Linked DNA regions of Mus musculus: region 2 is linked to region 1. The links are chromatin contacts, called in public Hi-C maps. All regions are on one chromosome and are shown on one strand. Each heading gives the region's core, a stretch centred on a gene start, on an enhancer-like site or on the middle of the called end of the contact. The rest is flanking DNA. Distances are from core to core; before and after follow the strand shown. Region 1 holds the start of Mns1 (meiosis-specific nuclear structural protein 1). Region 2 overlaps Rfx7 (regulatory factor X, 7).

Region 1 (5,284 bases), core at 847-3,346:
CTGCCTTTTGAGACTATGGGAAAGATAAAGGCACACACCAAAGAAACCAGACAGATATAAAACCACACGCATCTAGAAGATAACAGGCCTGATATCTTCATTAGGTTAAACACAGGAAGTTAATAAAGGATGCATCGATGAAGTTCATATTAACAAAACATTGGCCATAAAAACTATATACGCTGTATGAACCTTGCCTGGTCCTGATTAAAAGAAGCCAACGCTAAGGACAGATTTCAGCATAGTACAGAATTTTGCTTAGAGGCATCTATCATGAGAAGATGACATCAGAACAACACTCGAAAGAAAACATCCCCACTTCATCAGATAGACCAATGGTTGCTAGGCAGAGTTAGGGTATATGGGAGTTTCCTTAAAGACATAATAAGAATAAAAAGATGGGAGGCCAGGGTTTTCCTGTTCAGAATTAAAGGGTCAGGTCTATGCTACTGGAACTTAGGACAGAAGGAAGCCGACACACTTTTAAGCCTTTCTTTTGCTATTTCCAGATCCACCCTCAAAATCCTGGACATAACCGCACGCTAGTGCTCAAAACACAACAAAACAGGGGACGTTCTTTTCACACTTAGGAGAAAATTCACTTGTCTCACTTCCTGTCTGTTTCCTCTTCTACTGCAATCTCCTAAAAAATATTTAGAAATACTCATGATAGATTTAGCCAGCAGAGCAGGATGTAAACACACGCATTCAATAACTGAATTCTTCAAAAATTAAAAATATGAGTAAGTGTACATCTCACACATATGTCCATCTCCTACCACTTTAATAGTGTCTATGTTTAACGTCATGAATTTTTAGAAAGGAAGGAATTTCTTAAATTTCTTATTAGAAATGTAGAGAAGGCAACACGGTTGCACTCACATAAACAAAACTGTGATGTTAACAATTACGGATTTCATGCTTATGTTTAAAAACAAAAATGGATATTCTTGCCAAATGCTATTCTAAAGTCTTTCGATTTGCTCGTTGTTAAAAGCATGCAAACTGACCAACTGACACCACGTTCTTCAGCTAAAATAACCAGGACTCCAAAGGATTCAGTCAGTTCCCAGCTCTCTGTATTTCCTCAACTCCAGGCAGGGCTGACAGCCATCTTTCACCTTTTCCAAGGAAAGAAAACTAACAAGGACATTGCAACTTACTTTTTGGATGGCTTCTTCCATGTCGAGCTCAAACTGCTCATTCTGCAGCACTCTGAGGAACCTCTGGCGTTCCACCTTCTCGTCGTTTTCATTTTGCACCACTTGGTTCTTGGCTTGCCTCTCTAACTTATTCATGACTTGTATGTTCAATGATTTGCGGAATTTTTCATCTACTAACTTCTGATGCTTTTCACTAAAGCTCAAAGCTCTCTTTTTGGTCGCCTACAAGTGCGAGGGGGAAAGGGAAATACACAGAATTCAATATTCTTCTTTCAAAAAGATACTGCTGAAAATCCCTATAATAAACACTATAAAATAGGTAACAGTATAAAAGGTCTTTGGCTTTAATTCAGGATATACTAATTAATATTTAAATATGATAATGTAAACTTAACGGCGTACTGATTGAGTACTACTAATAGTCCCTGTTTTGTAGTGGAAGCAGGAAAAGTTAAATTAAAATTCAACAGCGTCAGTGAGTGCGATGCGGATGCTCTCCAGCTGCAGCTTTACCACCAGAGAGTTGCCTTTCCCCCCACCCACAACAGAGCAGATTTAAAGATGTATCTATTTCGATGAGAGGGGGAAAGGTGCAGAAATGCCTGGAGTGTTCCTGGAAAAAAAAAAAAAAAAAAACCCAGAACCTTCTAGTAAGCAAATCGAAGTTTCTCACTGACCTCTCGGATTACGCACTTCAAATTGTATTTCAGAGAGCTCAAGACTACAAATAAACAGTTTGAAAGTCCCTGACCGACCCTTCCCCCGGCCTCCGAGCTGCTTACCATCTCGGTTGGCTTTAAACCTCCTCCTCCGGCAGGATGGGTCTCTGCCTCAGTTGCAAACGCGTCTTCCGGAGCAGCAGCCACGGCAGCGGATACCTGTGCACGCTGGGTTAAGTTTAAGCTGTGTCCCGGCAACCGCCAAAAATGCACCGCCCGCCCAAGAGGGACGCGGCCTCCCATTGGCTGGCACAATATCCAATCAGCACGGAGAGTCTTCGTTGCCAGGCAGGAGCGCTCCTTCCATAGGACCAAGCCAAAAGCGCGAAGTTCGGACGCTTTGCCCTAGCGGGAGCCGTTTACATCCGAAGGGAGCTAATCTCTGCGGTCTGGAGCCCAGCTAAAGCCCCAAGGAACCCCAATAAGCTCGGACTTGTCACTGCAGTGGACTGAGGGATGGTGCCCCTCTACCATCCTCAGTCGGTAGCAAGTTGCCTAACGTGGGTGCTGGGCCCTCCAAAAGAGCAGCAGGGCCCCCTACCGAGCCATTGCTCCATCCCTGATACACTCATTTTAGAGATGAAATATTTTGAGAACTTAGAGACACGGACGAGACCTATTTACTTACCTGGAACAGAAGCCACTGGATCGCTAGCGGAGTGTGAGACTGGAGAGCACGTGAAAACGGAACGGAACAGGTGTGGATGCATACTTGCAATCCCAGTGCTCTCTAAGGCCAGGACCACGTGCCGAGGGATGGCACCACCCACTGTGGTCTAGACCCCCCCCCCCATATTCATTAGTAACAATAATGATAATAGTCACCGCACGCCTTTAATCCCAGCACTTGGCAGGCAGATTTCTGAGATCGAGGCCAGCCTGGTCTACAGAGCCAGGACAGCCAGGTCTATACAGAGAAACTCTGTCTCAAAAAAAACAAAAAACCAAAAATAAATCATATATGAAACTGACTGTGGGGCAAAGCATATAATGCAAAGCATTCTTGGACTTAGGATGCAGCTAACAATCCCTTGGAACTCTACTAAGAATGTGGTTTGTGTAACTTTAAATTTTAGCTAATACATTAAAACCAAAAATTGTGTCTTGTGGAATATCATGGAACATCCTGGTGCATTGTATAATATTTAAATCAGTAAACATCAAAATATTTCTTTAGGGTTAAACAATCTTTTCCTCTGTGTGGTTTTTTTTTGTAATGTACAGCATATTACCATCCTACACCCCCACCTGGCTGTGCACCCCTGTACTTCTGACTATATTTTGCTAACTGCAGTCTAGCCCTTCGCCATTTCCCCCTGCCCTAGCCCCTGTCATCACCAATCTGCTTACAGTTTCTGTGAAATCAACATTGTTAAAGACTCTACGTGTTTTCACAATCATACTTTATCTTTTTTTCTTAAGAACTTTTTGAGATTTAACTTTACGTAAATAAAGTGTCTATGCGCCATTATGTGCCTGATGCCCACAAAGACCAGAAGATGTTATCAGCTCCCCTAGAACTGGAGTTAGAAATTCCTGGAGGTAGGTTACTGGAGCTGTCATGTGGGTGCTGGTTCCCAAACTCCGGGTAATCTGCAGGAATAGGCGGCGCTCCAAACCGTTGAGCCATCTCCCCAGCCCCACTCTGGCAGAGCAATATCTGTAGCACCATTATTATTTCAGCTGATCTCTCCAGTTCCATCCACACTGTCAGAAATGGTAAGACTTTGTTTTTCCCTGTGGTTGAATCTTATTCTTCTGTCCATTTATTCACTGATGGACACAGGATATAACCAGGACTTGACTACTGTAAATGGAGCTGCAACTAACGTGTGCATTCAGAGGCCTTCCGCATGCGGATTCCATATCCTGTGGATATATAGATTACGGTGGGGGGGGAGGAGGCAGTAGTTCTATTTTAACTCTGGGGGACCTTAGTCTAGTATTCTATAATGGCCACACTTATTCACATTCCACCAACAGCATACATGTGTTCCCTTTTCTCAGTACTCCCAACAATGTTTTTTATTTTTAATATTTTTGAAAACTATTCTTGCTGGGGTGAAGTGATATCTACTCATTGCAGGTTTGGCTTTTGTGTCCTGGATCATTATTCATTAGTGATGTTGAAAGGGATACATTTTAACGGTGGCCTCTTTTATTGTTTGTTTTTCATTTTATTCATATTATCTTTTATTATTTATTGTTGTTAGAAGTGACTGCTTAGGCCCATTGCCATTTTTTGTTTTGTTTTGTTTTTCGAGACAGGGTTTCTCTGTATAGCTCTGGCTGTCCTGGAACTCACTTTGTAGACTAGGCTGGCCTCTAACTCAGAAATCCGCCTCCCTCTGCCTCCTGAGTGCTGGGATTAAAGGTGTGTGCCACCATGCCCAGCTCCATTGCCTATTTTTAAATCAGGTTTTGTATATATGCTATTGATTTTTGAAGTTCTGTATAATCCAAGTTTGGTCTCTGTTGCTGTGATAAAAACACTCTGACTAAAAGCAAGTTGAGGAAGTAAAGGAGTGTTTGGCTTACTGGTTATAGTCAGTCCTGTTGGAAAGCCAAGGCTGGAACTCACAGGGCAGAACTTGAGGCGGGGACTGAAGCAGTGACCAAGGAGGACCGCTACTGGCTGCCTTACTGACTTTTTCTCTATACCCCAGGCCCACCTACTAGGGATGGTCTACAGACAGGCCAATGTGATAGACACAACTCCTCAGTAGAGACTCCCTTATCCGAAGTGGCTCTAGTTTGTCCAAGGTGAAAAAAAAAAAAGACAAAAACAAACAAACAAAAAACCCAAAACAGACACACATCTAGTTCTCAACGTCTTGTCAGATGCGTAATTTGAACATTGTTCCCCCCAAAGGGCACTGTTTTACAGGCTATATCTATATTCTGATTCCGTTAATAAAGTGGTTCTTAGCCAATGGCTTGACCTCTAAGACCACTGGAAAACACAGATACTTACAATTCATCAGTAGCAAAATTACAGTTATGAAACAGCAACCAAAACTATTTTATGGTCGGGGGTCACCACAGCATGAGGAAGTGTATTCAAGGGCCCCAGCATCAGGAAGGTTGAGAATCGCCGCATTAGTTCTTCCTCTGCTGGCTGTTTGTCTGCTTTTGCTTTGGTTTCCTGTGTAAACGGGCGATCGTGTAGTATTTGCCCCTCCCCAACCAAAAGCCTTGCTCCTTCCCACATTTTAAAACATTTCTTAATTTTGTGTCTAGTACCATCTCGATTTCAGGCACATCTGGATCTCTAGCCCAGTTTCAGTTGATATTCAAGCTGGTGGGTGACTGCAGTCTAACCATGATCTTCTGCACATGGACTTCGGGTTTCCCGCAGCCCCTCCTGAAAAGACCGTCCTTCCCCCAGCGGGTGTTCAGGGT
Region 2 (5,284 bases), core at 1,278-3,777, 150 kb before region 1:
TTCTTCATTTACATTTCAAATGCTATCCCAAAAGTCCCCTATACCCTCCCCCCGCCCTGCTCCCCTACCCACCCACTCTCATACTAATTTTTTCTTAGTTTGATGTTTTAATAACCATACAATTTTGGCTTTATTTATTCTACCAGAATGAATTCTTCCTCCCTCCCTCCCTCCCTCCCTCCCTTCCTTTATTATATGTAAGTACACTGTAGCTGTCTTCAGACACACCAGAAGAGGGAGTCAGATCTCATTAGGGATGGTTGTGAGCCACCATGTGGTTGCTGGGATTTGAACTCAGGACCTTCGGAAGAGCAGTCGGGTGCTCTTACCTGCTGAGCCATCTCTCCAGCCCCGAATTCTTCCTTTCAAATAAACTATAAACACACTAAGCAATACTGAATATCACAATAACTGATCATGCTCTGTCTTTAAAGCCCTATAACATATATACTTTTTATTTCCCATTTAAACAAACTATTTGCATAATCAAAGTTATTTGTGTGGAGTTCTTGTATGTCACTAATCTCTTTTATCCTTGAATAAACACTTTACAATATTCTCTGGTTGGGATAGAATTAAATGGTTTTATATTTATGAAAAGTGGCTTAAAAATTCAAGTACACCAATGGAGGAGTTAGAGGACTGAAGAGCTGAAGAGGTTTGCAATCCCATAGGAAGAAAAACAACATTAACCAACCAGACCCTCCAGAGCTCCCAGGGACTAAACCACCAACCAAAGAGTACACATGGAGGGACCCATGGCTCCAGCCACATATGTAGCAAAGGATGGCCTTGTCGGGCATCAATGGGAGGAGAGGTCCTTGGTCCTGTGAAGGCTTGACGCCCCAGTGTAGGGAAATGCCAGGGTGGGGAGGCAGGAGTGGGTAGGTGGGGGAACATCCTCATAGAAGCAGGGAGAGGGGAAATGGGATAAGGAGTTTTAGGATGGGGGGGAACTGGGAAAGGTGATAACATTTGAAGTATAAATAAAGAAAATATCCAATTAAAAAAAAAAGAGAAAAATATTAAAGTACAAAAACCCATGTTTTAGTCTTTTCTTATGCACTGATTATTTTTTATTGCCACCCACTGTCCCTCTAGTCCCTCCCATGTTTCTTGTCATTTTAAAATTCTGTAAGAAACTTTAAATTCAGTATCCCTATACATCCTTTGTCCTCAGAAGCCTGGACAAAGCCCTCATTTAATACTCTGTTCTATATTACATTCTAGCACAGAAGCTTAGAGCTGGTAGTAATCTTGGAAGTTTCTAAACACATCACCCAAGTAACAGCCAGATCATAAGCAGAGACAAAATAAATCACTGTTCTAACACAGTACTTATCTGCTTTAGTCTATCACATGGTACACTTACTTGTATTCATCATAGACTTCCTGTTTGGGGAGTGACGTCTCAGGATGCTCCTCTAAGGTATTTCGAATCCAGGAAAAGGCATGCATTTGCTGTGCCCGACTAGATGACATGGCATTCTGATCACTAGTGATAAAAACAGACAAATTTTAGCTGAACCAGACAGCAATTCTATTAATACCTTTTTAAGCAAGGCCTAAGTGTTATGTTAAAAACATATTAGCGGATCAAACTGAACTTAGGACATACAGTAGATACGCAGTAATCTATATAGAAATTGTGTATTTGTGACTGTGAGCCAGTTTTTACTATCTGTTTCAGACTGAAAATACTGGCCTGTTTGGCTAAACTGCTGGCTTGGATTCTAAAGCATGTTAGGTAGTGAAGATATTACAAAATAAGGTTTTTGTTTAGATCAAAATGACTTTTGTATGAATATTTCCTAACTTACTTGCCTATTTATATATTTTTTTAATTTCTAAATTGTTAAATGTTTAGAACAAACATTGTGGTAAATTCTTTATATTCGATTTACTCTGCACACTCAAAGAATATCCCTGTAGAAGTACCTACCCTGAAATCATACTAAAACCCTCCATCCCTAGAATGGACAGGAGAGATCTTAAGAAAATCATCCTCCCACCGTAACCCTTCTCACATCTAGGATCTTTGCATAGACTACCATGTCCATTAATCAGCATTAATTTTATTATCTGGCAGTACTTTTATAAGCCGATCTCATGAAATGGGCATTATAGACCGTATACAGTAAGCTAGTCTACTGACTATGACCCTAATCTCAACCTCCGAGTAGAAGTACCTGATTCCAAAATACTGAGCACATGTTTAGAACAGGATATAATTAAAATATGGTTGATACGAGGTAAGAACAGGTAAAAGCAACATAATATGTGTTTCATTATTTCTCATGTACAATTTGAAATGAATATAATATTGAAGATAACATATGAGTGAAATGAATCCTCAGAAATATGCAAAGGTAATGAAAATCTAAAGAATAGAAACTGAAGAACTGTTTTCTCCACATTCTCTCCACTTAAGCACTTTTAATGAAGCTAAATCAATACCCAAAGTACTGAAAGTGAGGCACACCTACAGTAATGTGGCCAACACTGCACTTCCTCTTTTCTCTGACCTCCTGTGATGTGCTTATTCATCACTGCATAAAAACAGCCCCACACTTGGTTCTTCAGAACACTTACCTGGCTATCCTTTGGTTTTCTTTTCTTTTCTTTTTTTTTCCACATTTTTATATGGCATAAATACTCCCACTGTTCTGTGTAACCAAATCCAACTTACATTTCATTGTATTTAGCCAGTTACACAAATGAATTATTCAAAATTGATGGTGAATATTAACTAAGTATTATGAAAGACACATGATCTGTTGTTTTTCCAATCTGTGTTCAGACAAGCTTAGGAATACTAAAATAACAATCAATCCTAATGTACACAGCTTGGTACAGTCCTACAAACAAGGCAGCATTACAAAGACAAGGATAGGTCTACCTTTTCTCTGCACTGCTAAGACCAGAAGGCAGTTGAAGGTAGAGGTAGAGTTTCTCTAGGTCTGTAAACTTCTCAACTTCTTGCTGGTTACAAAGGGTTAAAAAGAAAGATCATTAAAAATATTTCCTCCCAACTAAATTTATTATTTCCCCTAAATACTACTAATCTTTTTCTAATTTTCAAATACCTAGAATGTGACTAATGCTAATGCAGGCTAAAAGATCTGAAATAAAACCAACAAACCCCTTTGAACTATGCAGGTGAAATTATAGTTTGAATTTCAAAAGGGCTTCTATTTAGATAAACCTAGTTATAAAATTCTCTACTATTATTGCTGAATAAACGTCATTCCTGCCTTCTTTTATATGGGTTTCATCCATTTCATAACCTCTTTTTACAATAAAGACATTCATGGGGCTGGCGAGATGGCTCAGTGGTTAAGAGCGCCGACTGCTCTTCTGAAGGTCCCAAGTTCAAATCCTAGTCAAACACATGGTGGCTCACAACCATCCGTAATGCAATCTGATGTCCTCTTCTGGAGGGTCTGAAGACAGCTACAGTGTACTTACATATAATAAATAAATAAATCTTAAAAAAAAAAAGACATTTATGGTAACTTATTTCAAGCAAAACTTCTTAGTAATGTCAAGTGAACTGGTTACTGGTTATTTATAACAGAATTGTTTTAGGTAGTAGTGATGGTGTAGGACATCTTTTTAAGACAGAGTCACTCTATTATTGCAGCTGTGGCTGTCCTGAAACTCTCTATGTAAATGAGGCTGGTCTCCAATTCAGAGAGATTCACCTACCCCAGCTTCCTGAGAGCTGGGATTACAGGCATGCACTACCATGTCTGGCCCAGAATTTCTTCTTCTTCTTTTTTTTTTTCTTCTTTTTCTGAGACAGGGTTTCTCTGTGTAGCCCTGGCTATCCTGGAACTCACTCTGTAGACCAGGCTGGCCTCGAACTCAGAAATCCGCCTGCCTCTGCCTCCTGAGTGCTGGGATTAAAGGTGTGCGCCACTACTGCCTGGCCAGAATTAATTCTTTATAAAGCACAGTTTATATGTAGATTTAATTTTAATAGCAGAATTAATCTCACAATTTTGAACTGTCTATTCATTTTGTTATATACAATTGTATACATGTATGTAGAGGTCAGAAGAGGATGCTGGTTCTCCTTCATCGCCTTCTGCTTCATTTTCTTGAGAAATGGTCTCTCACTTAACCTGGAGTTGGCAGTTAAATGGCTATGTGGATGATCAGCAAGCCTCAGAGATAATCCCACCTCTTCATAGCTTCCTCAGCAACACAGGGGTAAGAGGTGCTGGTCCATGCCCTGGCTGCTTATGTGTGTGTGTGCTGGAGTCCCAAATGCAGTTATTTCTGTGCACCAAGCACTCTTACCAATTGAGCAATCTTTTTAGATTATAGAAGTCTGTCCTTATTTTCAAAATTTACCCGAAAATTTAATCTTAGATTTAATTCAGAAGGTGACTTAATCTATCAATTGTTTGCATATAGGTCCTATGTACATTTCAAAAATCTCATCATCTAAGAGTATTTTCCAAAGGATTGTTCTAATGCTTAATGAGCTATATCTCTTAAAGAAAAACAACAAAACAAAAACAAAGTAGTCTTATTTATGATTTCTGCCTTTTCTTAGTTTCCACAACATGTGGTTTTGGAGTCTGCTTAACTGAACTCTTCACAGTGCATTCCACATTAATCCTCCAGTTAGAGCACAAACATTGTGTCCCACAGTCTTCAGTACCTTTACTTTCACTCTCACAATAGTTTATGTTCTTTAGCTTTTTCTTTCACTACCACCAACAAAAAAAGTTCATTTACTCAGCATATATGTTTTGGGTTTTGCCATGTTTCACAAATTTTACAAGAGAATGGTCTGGCTATACTCTGTATTCTACATTACACAAACACTTGAATACATCACAATACTGATGAACACTACAATTTTTTTTGCTCCCACTGACTTAAGACAATGCTTACCGAACTAACTGGCTTTCCTGTTTCCAACCTCTCCCTTCTTAAATTTATTAAATTTGGTTCCTTATATTATTTTTATTAAATACTATAGTTCCCATTCAACCCCCAAAGTGTCTATCATCCTGAACCTAGTGAGGTTATACTGTAATAATAAATCATACATAATATTGTGGACAAAAAAATGAGAACTATAGCTAAAATCACAATATTTGATCATTAAGAGAAGATATATCTCAGAAGTTAGAGAGATGGTTCAGCGGTTAAGAACACTGTCTACTCTTCCACAGGTCCTGAGTTCAATTCCTAGCAACCACATGGTGGTTTGCAACCATGTGTAATGAGATTTGGTGCCCTCTTCTGGTGTGTCTGAAGACAGCTA

Evidence for each region. Hi-C and Micro-C count contacts between places; a contact is called where the count stands out from the background.
Region 2: a contact with region 1 is called in a Hi-C map of centroblasts, with 2.5 times the contacts expected there. The contact joins the enhancer-like site here to the promoter of Mns1 in region 1. A contact is called at or near these places in 6 of 39 promoter capture datasets (the C10 cell line, the HPC-7 cell line, HPC-7-derived erythroid cells and 4 more), 5 of 15 datasets of contacts at CTCF or cohesin (CD8 T cells, the NIH/3T3 cell line, large pre-B cells and 2 more), 93 of 484 Hi-C or Micro-C datasets (the AML12 cell line, the AtT-20 cell line, B cells and 60 more), 10 of 115 datasets of contacts at active chromatin or transcription factors (the 230-238 cell line, the HPC-7 cell line, bone marrow-derived dendritic cells and 5 more) and 4 of 9 other capture datasets (adipose tissue, embryonic stem cells, liver and 1 more).

The regions. Positions count from the first base shown.
Region 1 is chr9:72,435,341-72,440,624 of GRCm38.p6, reverse strand. Mns1 (meiosis-specific nuclear structural protein 1) reads right to left here and starts at 2,096. Exons shown (of 10, transcript NM_008613.3): 1 at 1,946-2,096; 2 at 1,164-1,385. The coding sequence starts at 1,948.
Region 2 is chr9:72,589,449-72,594,732 of GRCm38.p6, reverse strand. Rfx7 (regulatory factor X, 7) reads right to left here. Exons shown (of 9, transcript NM_001033536.1): 3 at 2,900-2,982; 4 at 1,373-1,495. Among named protein-coding and RNA genes, the nearest start is that of Gm23057, 41 kb to the left of the region's middle. Within about 2 kb of position 2,527, at least 5 of the 459 cell types and tissues checked have an H3K27ac peak or open chromatin away from gene starts, as enhancers often do. A contact at or near this core is called in the HPC-7 cell line, centroblasts, centrocytes and 1 more, where this site is marked.